Linked DNA regions of Mus musculus: region 1 is linked to region 2. A link is a contact called in public Hi-C data. All regions are on one chromosome and are shown on one strand. The core of a region is the stretch at or near the end of the contact, and the rest is flanking DNA. Distances in the headings are between cores, read along the strand shown. Region 1 has its middle 4.0 kb from the start of Gm22493. Region 2 has its middle 100 kb from the start of Gm24709.

Region 1 (4,921 bases), core at 1,496-3,995, 120 kb before region 2:
CATTCAGGTAAAAATAATTTCATGTTTTCTCAGGCATCTGTAAACTATTAGTAAGATAATGTTAAAATATTTTTAAGGTAAATATCACATATTCAGTTATCAAAAATTTGCCAGTCTTTATTTTAGTTGATTACAACAGAATTTATTCTTTCTTAGTAATTATGGGTTGCTACTGAAAGTGGGTTAGCCCTCCTGAAAGAGATTTGATTAAAGAATGAAATTAAATAAAATGTACTATTGTTGGACCTTGTTGGGAACTTCCTTTTTATACAAGCACTAACTAAAGGCTATTTGTACTTTTACATGTAGTGTGTGCGTGAAAACACTGTTTTTCTATGATTCAAAAATGTAAGATTCCCACACCATACTTCTCTTTCTGAAATAACAGGATCTGAGACTCCCCTCCACCCTGGTATTTTGTAAAGATCCCAGTCTATGAAACAAATTCTAAAGAACTGGCCTTTTCTCCTGATTAACTGTGGAGCCAACAGAGAATGTTAACATGTTCACAGTGGCTAAAATTGCAGGCCCCAGAGGCTCCCATGCTGCCACAGCTTTCTGGTACTTGTTAAGCGCTTTCTGCACACCAGGTTCCTTTTTATCAAGTTGTTTTAATTGTAACTCTAGTCCCACAATTGAGGTACAACTTCTTCCATTCCACATCAGCAGAAGTGGCTGAATCAACTCTCCAGGGCACCCGAGCTGCAGAATGTGTGGATTTTTCATTATACAACACTGTTTTCTGATGACCAAGACTGCTACTCAAGTAGTTTTGGGGCTTTTTAAATGGGTGTTCAGTGGCAAAGAACATGTACACGTAGACCAGCTGTGATGATTGAATGCCCAGCCTCATTCTTTATTTTGGTTGTATACTTAAATTGTGGACAGCACATTTCTCCAGGGCACACAGAACGTGCACATATACAAAAGACTCTCTTGAAAGTGCTAGAGCGTGGCCTATATCAGTCTTGAGATATGGTCATGCTCTACAGACAAAAATAAACTTTGGAGCTGGAACTGTGATAATAGTGTGTTGAGGCTAAACATGTGAAAATACTCAAAAATTAATCATGGAAAATAATGATTTTGCTATTATTTTTCATCCTTATTGTTTTAAATTGATGCTTGACTCCATTTCAAGTGTGTGTGTTCACATGTGTCTGTGCATGTGCTATGTATATGCATGCATGTGGACAGTGCAGGACACCTTGGGTACTTACTCCTCAGGCACATCACTATTTTCTTTGTCTCGCTTGGTGTCTCGATAGCCTGGAGCTCACCAATAAGGCTAAGTTGGCTGGCTCCCTAGCAAACCCCAGTTCTGGTTCTCTGGCCTCAATTTCCCTCCCATCTGTATCATTTCTAGAGAACCCCATATCTATTGTGGAGACAAACCAAGCCTGGAGATCAATCCTGTTCCTGTGCCCTATTTCAGCCCATGTTTCTATATCTGATGTTCAGAGTAGGGTGTGACTCATGACCTAGAGCAGCTTCTTACCCAAGTATAGTATATTTAACTCAGTTTATCAAAGGTACTGTCAGGGAGTTAGATATCTAAATGTATCTGAAAAAGGGACCAGACAATTGTATTGAGGCCATGTCCCCATGGCTTTGCTCATCTATTAAGTAGTAATCTAACCCTGTGATGATCTCAATTAATTGGATGTTTTCCCCAGTTCCCTTTAATCTGAGCTAAGCACCATGAGCCCATGAGCAATTTTAAATGTAGTACAGGAAAGGGCTCTGTTTTTCCTCCTTTGAGTCTTGTAGTTCACAGCCAAGGCAGAAATCTGTACTTAGAGTGGGGCAAGGTCTTAGAGCCAGAGTGATCTGGGGACAAGCTTGAATATAAGCCACTCATTAGGTAGAATCTTGGATAGTTCACTCTGTTTTTGAGTCACAAGTTACCAGAACTTATTAGGGTCCCTGGGGGAGAAAAGGGAGAGGAGAGAGAGAGAGAGAGAGAGAGAGAGAGAGAGAGAGAGAGAGAGAGAGAGAGAGAGAGAGAGAGAGAAAATGGTAATTTTATGAAGAGTCAGTAAGTCATGAAAGGTGTTTGGCAGGTCCTAGCAGGAAAAGATGCCCGTGTAATGTCTTTCATTTCAGGCACAGGAGGCAACTCTGGCTTTTGAATCCCTATGGTTGTTCCTGGTGACTTATTACTCTCTTGATTTAGAGGCAATTTTGTCAAGTTCTAATACTGTAAAGCCTCTTCCATGTCCCTGATGGGATGACAAAGGCCAGTTATGGAAGATGATTTGAGCTAATGAGCTGGAGCAAGTCTCTAAACTGAAGCGTTTTCTAATTTATTCCCAGTACATCTTTACCAGTTTTTGACAAATGAGATGAGTTTGAATAATTAGACTCTCCAGAACATCCTACTTCCTCTGGTAGGTCTAGTCAAGTCTTCTCCTGAGCCTTTCAATGACAAAGGAGAAAAGAATAAAAGCCTGGAAGGAGAGAACCCCATTTTCCTTGAGTCAGAGAAATATGAAGAATTATTTTCTTCATTTTATTAATTTTGCATTTTAAAAAGTTCCTTAATATTCATACATGTATATGCTGTGTTGGTATCAGATCCACCTTGACTCCATGCAATTTCTAGCCTATCCCCTCCCACCTTCATGTGTGTCTTTCCTTACTCATATGTATATTCTTTCTCTTCATTGAGTTGATTTAGTACAGCCTCTTTGTGCATAGGCACAGAAGCACCTAGTGGAGTATGGGTAGCCTCTCAGGGCCTGTATCCTCAAGGCTAATGACTCTCCCAGGAGCCACAAGTTGCCAATAGTTTCTCAGATAGGGATGAGACTTTGTGAACTTCTCCCCAGATCCCTGTTGGGATCTTGGCTAGATTGATCTTGCATTGGTCTCATGAATACAGTCCCATCTTTGTGGGTTCTCATGTGCAATACTGCTGTGCTGCAGATATCTATTCTCTATGGTGCTTATAATCTTCCTGACTCTTCTTCCATGATTATGTCTGAGTCTTGTGTGTGTGTGTGTATGTGTTATATAGCTGCCCCATTTATTGCTGAGCATTCTACAGTCTCTTATCCTTGAATGTTGCCTGATTGTACATCTCTGTGTTAATTGCCATTTACAGCAAAACAAGCTTCTACGATGAAGCTGAGAAATGCACTGATCTATGGGTATAGTGATAAGAACTCACCAGGTGTGGTAGCATAACCTTTAATCCCAGCATGTGAGAGACAGAATCAGGAAGATCTCTATGATTCAAGGCCAGAATGTTTTACATAGTGAGTTCTAGGCCAGAGCTCCACAGAGAGCCTTGTCTCACAAAATATAAGAACTTAGGGATCAGTTTATTACTATGTCCATTTTGCAGAATAATGATAATTCTAGTTTTTTCCTAAGGGCCTATGACCTAGGAAAATGACCAGCTGGTCATAAGGTTTTGGTTCAGCTAATGGTACCAGGCCTAGGTTCCATCTCATAGAATTGGCTTTAAATAAAATCAGAAAGTGATTGGTTACTCTCATAACATTCATGACACTATTACCCTAGTGAGCATATCTTTCCAGTCCTGTCTTCACTGTGGTTTGAATCTGGTAAGACTGGTGTCTTTTCCCCTCAGTAGTGTGTTGGCACCATTATTATCAGTGGACAAATTTTCTGAAGTAATAAACCAGAAAATTAAGTTAAATGCTGCAATACCTCCAAAGAACAAGTACATTGATACAAAGAAGTAAAAGAGAAGTGGGCTTCTCAGGGTCCTTCCAAGGTTGAATATATTTGATAATGAGCCCATGTACAACTGAAAGCAAACACCGAGGTATTTTTGTTGTAGAGCCCATGGTATACCTCTGATAGCAGGTGCTTTGTGGAAAATGCCTAATGTACACATTGTCCCAGAGGATCTCAGAATATTTTGCCTCATTAATTTTCCTCAGTATGAAAGGGCTTAACTCTTTCCTTAGCTTAGATTCTTCCAGACTATGATACTATATGTTCAGTTTGTTAGCTCCCCAAAATTTATTTATTTATTTATTTATTTATTTATTTATTTATTTATAGACAGGTTTTCTCTGTATAGCCCTGGCTGTCCTGGAACTCACTTTGTAGACCAGGCTATCCTCAAACTCAGAAATCAGCCTGCCTCTGCCTCCTGAGTGCTGGGATTAAAGGCGTGCTCCACCACGCCCGGATTCCCCAAAATTTATTGTGATCCTATTATGTATTAGGTGTTAAATATACAATAGTGACCAAGACAGCCACAGCCTTACCCTTATGGATCTTACAATCCATAAGGTGAAAAAACAAGGGCTTGAAGAAATGAATAAAGAAAAGAGCATATGTTGTGTTGTATGTGCAAAGGAAATTAAATTGTGAGAGAGTAAAAGTCTTCACATGTGATTTGAGGTGGAGAATTAATAGTAATTAAGCAGGTGGCCATAGAGATGGAGATGGGAGATAAAGGATGCTTTTTCATAAAGAACAATACACATAAAGTCCCCAAAGAGGCAGAGAGCTTGGCTTGTTGGGGGAGAGGGAGGAAGCTGGTCTGGCTATAATGAATATATATAGTGAATGGAGTGTGAGAAGTAGAATCAAACTCCTACTAGGTAGAAATCACACAAGAGCTAGAGGGCAGGACCTGTGGAGACCTGGAGGCTGTGAGTATTAGCTTGGATTAATTCTGAGAACCACTGGGAAACATTGGAATGTTTTAAGAGGGAACAGTACACTCAGGTTTTTGTTTGGAGATGTTTCTGGCTTTTTTAGAGAGGAGGTTAGAGGGAGACACAAGTAGAAGCAAGAGATAAAAGGCTATTGAACTAGAACCTCCCTAAGACAGCAAGGCTTGCTACCAGAGTAGCAAGAGAGGGAAGAACTTAAAGCACAGCACCAAGTGAGCAATGTAGCTGCTATAGCTATGAAGACAGCAGAAAGCTCTACA
Region 2 (4,989 bases), core at 1,707-4,206:
GTGTGTATGATGTGTGTGAGCATATATATATATATATATATGTGTGTGTGTGTGTGTGTGTGTGTGTGTGTGTGTGTGTGTTGGTAAGTATGTGTATATGTATGTGGCTTGTGTGTGTATTGTGTGTGTATATTGTATATTGTATAGATATTGTGTCTGGTATGTGTGTGTATGTGTATGGTTTCTGTGTATGGTTTGTGTGTGTGTGTATGAGTGTGTAGTTTATGTGTGTGTGTATATTGTGTATGTGAATGTATGCATGTGATATGTACATGTATGTGTTTTGTGCATGTGTATGTATTGTGTGTGTGTGTTTTGTGTGTATGTGTGTGCAGTATGTGTGTAAATGTGGTATGTGTGTATATGTGTGTGTAATGTGTATCTGTGTGGTATGTGTGTGTGTGTATGTATGCGTCTATGTGTGTGTAATGGAAAATAAATAATGCATGGAGGTGTGTCCAAGCTGGGAGACAATGGCTCTCAAACCTATCTGAAAGTGTGTGGTCTTGAAATGAAGGGTGTAGTGAAGGTGGGTATGGTCACTCTTTATAGTACTCTTCCCTGCTGCAGTGTTGTTCTATTCTTTAAATCCTTGACAAGGTCCTGTTGACACCAATATGTGGACCATGAGGGCAGAGTGTAAGTCAGAAGGACAGCAAGAAGAGAGCTGCATCTCAGACAGGAAGCAAAGTTATCCATTGTTGGGGCAGTGTGTTCATTTGTGTCTGAAGTGTCTGGACCTTGTATCCCTAAAGAAACTGGTAGCATATATTTATATTTGGAATCACATAACTTTTCTTTTATCAGTTCTGGCAACTAATTCTTTTTTTTTCATTTTTTATTAGCTATTTAGCTCATTTACATTTCCAATGCTATACCAAAAGTCCCCCATACCCACCCACCCCCACTCCCCTACCCACCCACTTCCCCTTTTTGGCCCTAGCGTTCCCCTGTACTGGGGCATATAAAGTTTGCGTGTCCAATGGGCCTCTCTTTCCAGTGATGGCCGACTAGGCCATCTTTTGATACATATGCAGCTAGAGTCAAGAGCTCTGGGGTACTGGTTAGTTCATAATGTTGTTCCACCTATAGGGTTGCAGATCCCTTTAGCTCCTTGGGTACTTTCTCTAGCTCCTCCATTGGGAGCCCTGTGATCCATCCATTAGCTGACTGTGAGCATCCACTTCTGTGTTTGCTAGGCCCCGGCATAGTCTCACAAGAGACAGCTACATCTGGGTCCTTTCAATAAAATCTTGCTAGTGTATGCAATGGTGTCAGCGTTTGGATGCTGATTATGGGGTGGATCCCTGGATATGGCAGTCTCTACATGGTCCATCAACTAATTCTTTAAAACTTACAAGCATACAGGCCCAAAAGAATCAGACTTTCATGTAGACGGTCTAGAAGCCAGTTTGAGGTGACTGGTCCAGATGCCGTCTGTGCCATTTGTAGCTACTCATTCCACGTTAGTTCTAGAAGCATCAACTCATCACATTATTCAGAGTGGCTGTCATTGGTCAAAAGAACAGAAATCCGAAAATTAAAGGTTAGAGTTCTTGCAATGGGTGGGAGCAGGTTACAACTTGTGCCAGCTGTTCTGAAGAATTGAAACCGACCAGTAGCCACAATGGCACCTGGGAGTTTCTCAGCAATACATTTTCTTGGACATATACCATATCCACTGTATTTGAACTCAGCATTTGTAATCTGCATTTCAGCAAACTTTCTAGGCTGTTCTGATGCCTGGTGAAGTTGGAGAGCTGGGTCTGGAAGGGGAACAAAGTGAAACACAGGCAGTCATTCATGGGATATACAGGGAAAGGCAAAGCCACACCTCACGTTGAAAGACAGTAGGGGTGAGTCTGGGGGAAGACCTAGGAGGGATGAGTGTGTGAAGCTGAAAGATGCTGAGGGAACTGTGATCTCTGTAGTTTGGAAAGGTACTGCAAAGGCCAATGTGCCTAAGGCTTTGTGCTAGTGGTGGCACTCCTGGGGAGGGTGAGATCTTAAGGTGGACCCTACTGACTAGCCTTTGGTCTTTGGAGGCATGATCTTGAAGGAACTGTAGGTTCCCAAACCCTGCCACATCTCCCTTGCTTCTTGATAATGAGGTGACTTAGTTGTGCTTTGCTAAGACCTCCTACCAATACCATCTGGTACTAGAGACCTAAAAGCAATGGCTCCACTGGGTTGTGGGATGGAATCTGAAGAATGAACAAAACTTATCTTTACTTTGTAAATGAATCACCTCAGGCAGTTGTTAGAGAAAGCTGACTAACAGTGTAGTGGAAGATCAAGTTAGTGCCAGGGCTTTGATTCCAGGCCAAGTGAGTTGGATCACATCTTGTAGGCTACTCCTGGAAACCATTCAGTAGGGGAGCATGGTGTCTGCCGGCACTTCATGGAGGACAGTCATTCTGGGCTATCGTATTACTTCTGGGTAGAAGCTACTCTCCTGGTACTTCAATGGCCTAGATTTTGATGCCTGCCCTTCCTGGTTTAATGTGGATCTGGGTCAGCAATTCCCATTCTTGTCTAGGGTAGCTGGGAGGGAAGTCCCAAGACTTGATCTGAAATAGTAACCTGGGGAGAATGTGCCTTCCCCAGGCTAGCAGCTAGGTGGATGCTCATTTTTATAGCCCTTGCAGTGGCTTGTGTAATACTGCTCTGAATGTAGCCCGTAAGTTTCCGCAGTAAAGGATTTTAAGACAGACAAACAAACAACCCCAAACAAATGAACAAAATCTCTGTTCCATTTTCTTCCGAGGTACAGTGTCTAAAGAGGAAACAATTTGAATGCAAGGCCTGGAGAAGCATGTAACAAGTCAACTCCTCCTTCCTTCTCCCTCCAGATATAATATGAATATTCTTCTAGAAAGCCCTAGAGGACTGGCTAAGTTTTTCAAGTGCTCACAAAGTCAGTGCTCTTCAGGTCAAGCTCCAATTAGGTTCATGTAAGAGGCTGAAGTGTGGGGAGGAGTCCTCTGGTGCTTAGGCAACTGCACTGCCCTGCCTCAGGCTTGCTTTGCCTATAGGAAGGAAGGGAAGTCTGTTCAGTAGTGGGTTTACCAGAAGCCTTAGAAGACAAAAGAAATATAGAATGCTAATAGAGCCCCAGGCCCTTTTCTGAAGTGAGAATCTTTTTCCCTTAAAGTGTCCTTGGAATGGATGCAGTGATTGAGCTTCTATTGTTGAAATGATATGCGTGCAATAGCAGCGCCCCCTGCTGGTCATTTTGTATAACGATGCAAACGTGGATAATTCCACGGGATGATTCCAAAGCCTAAGGCTGAATGTACAAATACTGTCAACTTTAAATGGTTTACCCTTGTAAACCTAGAGAAATCTGCGACTCCTTTCACCATTTGCAAAATGATGCATGAGTTTAGGAAGCTGATATTCTCGTGTCCTGATATGTCAATTTCATTCAAAGCAATGGTTACATTAGCGATCACTTCTATTCTGCCTGCTGTTGGTCTTCATTTCTTTCCTAATATAAAATGAACAGGATTTTATTGTTGATTGGCCTTGCATCATTAGAACAGATCACAAATAGTTATGTCTGTTTTTCATGAATATATAGGACACCACATATCAATCTTAAATGAGAATAAATAGGATATTTAAATTTAGCAATGGCTGGGAGACGGTGCAGTGTATAAATGTACCCCCAGGGCTCCCAAGTGTGAGAACCCAAGTTCAAATCCCCAGAACTTATAAAAGCTAGATGCCTAGGCAGAGCCTCCATAATCCTAGTGTATCTATGAGGGGATGAACAGTAGACACAGGAGAATCCCAGGAGCTCAGGGGCCAGCAATCTTGGCATACACAGTGGGAAAACAACAGAGACCCTCTCTCAAACAAGGAGGAAGGGAAGGAATGCTCCCTGAGGTTATCCTCTGACCTCCACCCGTGCTGTGGCCTGTGTGCAGCTGCATCCACACATAGATAATGCTCATGTGTGTATACTTGCACACACTTAACACATGCATACAAACACAAAATCAAAAAATAAACATAAAAGTATGTGAAACTTGTGTTTTTACAGGATACTAGGTAGCTTAGTTTGGCCCAAAGTTGTAGGGATATAAATTGTAGACTTAGGGACTGTGGCTCCGTGTACTTGATTATAAACTATGGAGACAAGATAGAGGACATAAAGTCACCCTTGGGGCTTCCTTCCTTCCTTCCTTCCTTCCTTCCTTCCTTCCTTCCTTCCTTCCTTCCTTCCTTTCTTTCTTTCTTTCTTTCTTTCTTTCTTTCTTTCTTTCTTTCTTTCTTTCTTTCTTTCTTTTTCCTTCCTTCCTTTTCTTTCTTTCTTTCTTTCTTTCTTTCTTTCTTTCTTTCTTTCTTTCTTTCTCTTTCTTCTCTCTTTTTTTATTAGATACTTTCTTTATTTACATTTCAAATGCTATACCGAAAGTTCCCTATACCCTCCCCCCGCCCTGCTCCCCTACCCACCCACTCCCATTTCTTGACCCTGGCGTCCCCCTGTATTGGGGCATATAAAGTTAGCAATACCAAGGGGCCTCTTTGGATCTCTTTGTTAATGGCCATCTACTGCAAGAATAAGAATACTCTGACGCGGGTTGAGTGGTACACTGATCTACAGTTGTAACATATGTCATTAAGAGTCATTTTATAGCTGTGTTCATTTAGTAGAATAATACTAGTAGGTTTTCCCATAAGGCCCATCTAGTCTCCAGTTCTTGGCTTCATTAGTAGTGTCAGGTGTGGATTAGATCTCATGGAGCGGGCTTTCAGAGTGATTGGCTGTTCCTGAAACATTTGTAACCCTATTGATCAGAACATCTCTGAGGCAGGTTGCTGCTGTAGGTTTCAGGGTTTGTAGCTGGGTGATATTACAGATTACCTTTTTCTTCCAGTAGCGTGCAGAGCACCTTCAAGCACCATGAATGGAAGTCAGTACGGGAATAGCTTCTAGCTGGGCACCAGCTAGATTCCGCCAGGGCTTTACTTTCAGATTGT

The links. Hi-C and Micro-C count contacts between places; a contact is called where the count stands out from the background.
Region 1: a Hi-C map of olfactory sensory neurons shows a contact between it and region 2, with 2.6 times the contacts expected there. The contact joins two enhancer-like sites. A contact is called at or near these places in 26 of 39 promoter capture datasets (the 3T3-L1 cell line, 3T3-L1-derived adipocytes, the C10 cell line and 15 more), 9 of 15 datasets of contacts at CTCF or cohesin (CD8 T cells, the NIH/3T3 cell line, embryonic stem cells and 4 more), 223 of 484 Hi-C or Micro-C datasets (the 3T3-L1 cell line, the 4T1 cell line, the AML12 cell line and 113 more), 23 of 115 datasets of contacts at active chromatin or transcription factors (the NIH/3T3 cell line, PVALB interneurons, astrocytes and 13 more) and 1 of 9 other capture datasets (embryonic tail).

What each region holds. Positions count from the first base shown.
Region 1 is chr6:56,594,440-56,599,360 of GRCm38.p6, reverse strand. It overlaps a transcript of Pde1c not described here. Among named protein-coding and RNA genes, the nearest start is that of Gm22493, 4.0 kb to the left of the region's middle. Within about 2 kb of position 2,745, at least 1 of the 459 cell types and tissues checked has an H3K27ac peak or open chromatin away from gene starts, as enhancers often do. A contact at or near this core is called in olfactory sensory neurons, where this site is marked.
Region 2 is chr6:56,479,303-56,484,291 of GRCm38.p6, reverse strand. It overlaps a transcript of Pde1c not described here. Among named protein-coding and RNA genes, the nearest start is that of Gm24709, 100 kb to the left of the region's middle. Within about 2 kb of position 2,956, at least 2 of the 459 cell types and tissues checked have an H3K27ac peak or open chromatin away from gene starts, as enhancers often do. A contact at or near this core is called in olfactory sensory neurons, where this site is marked.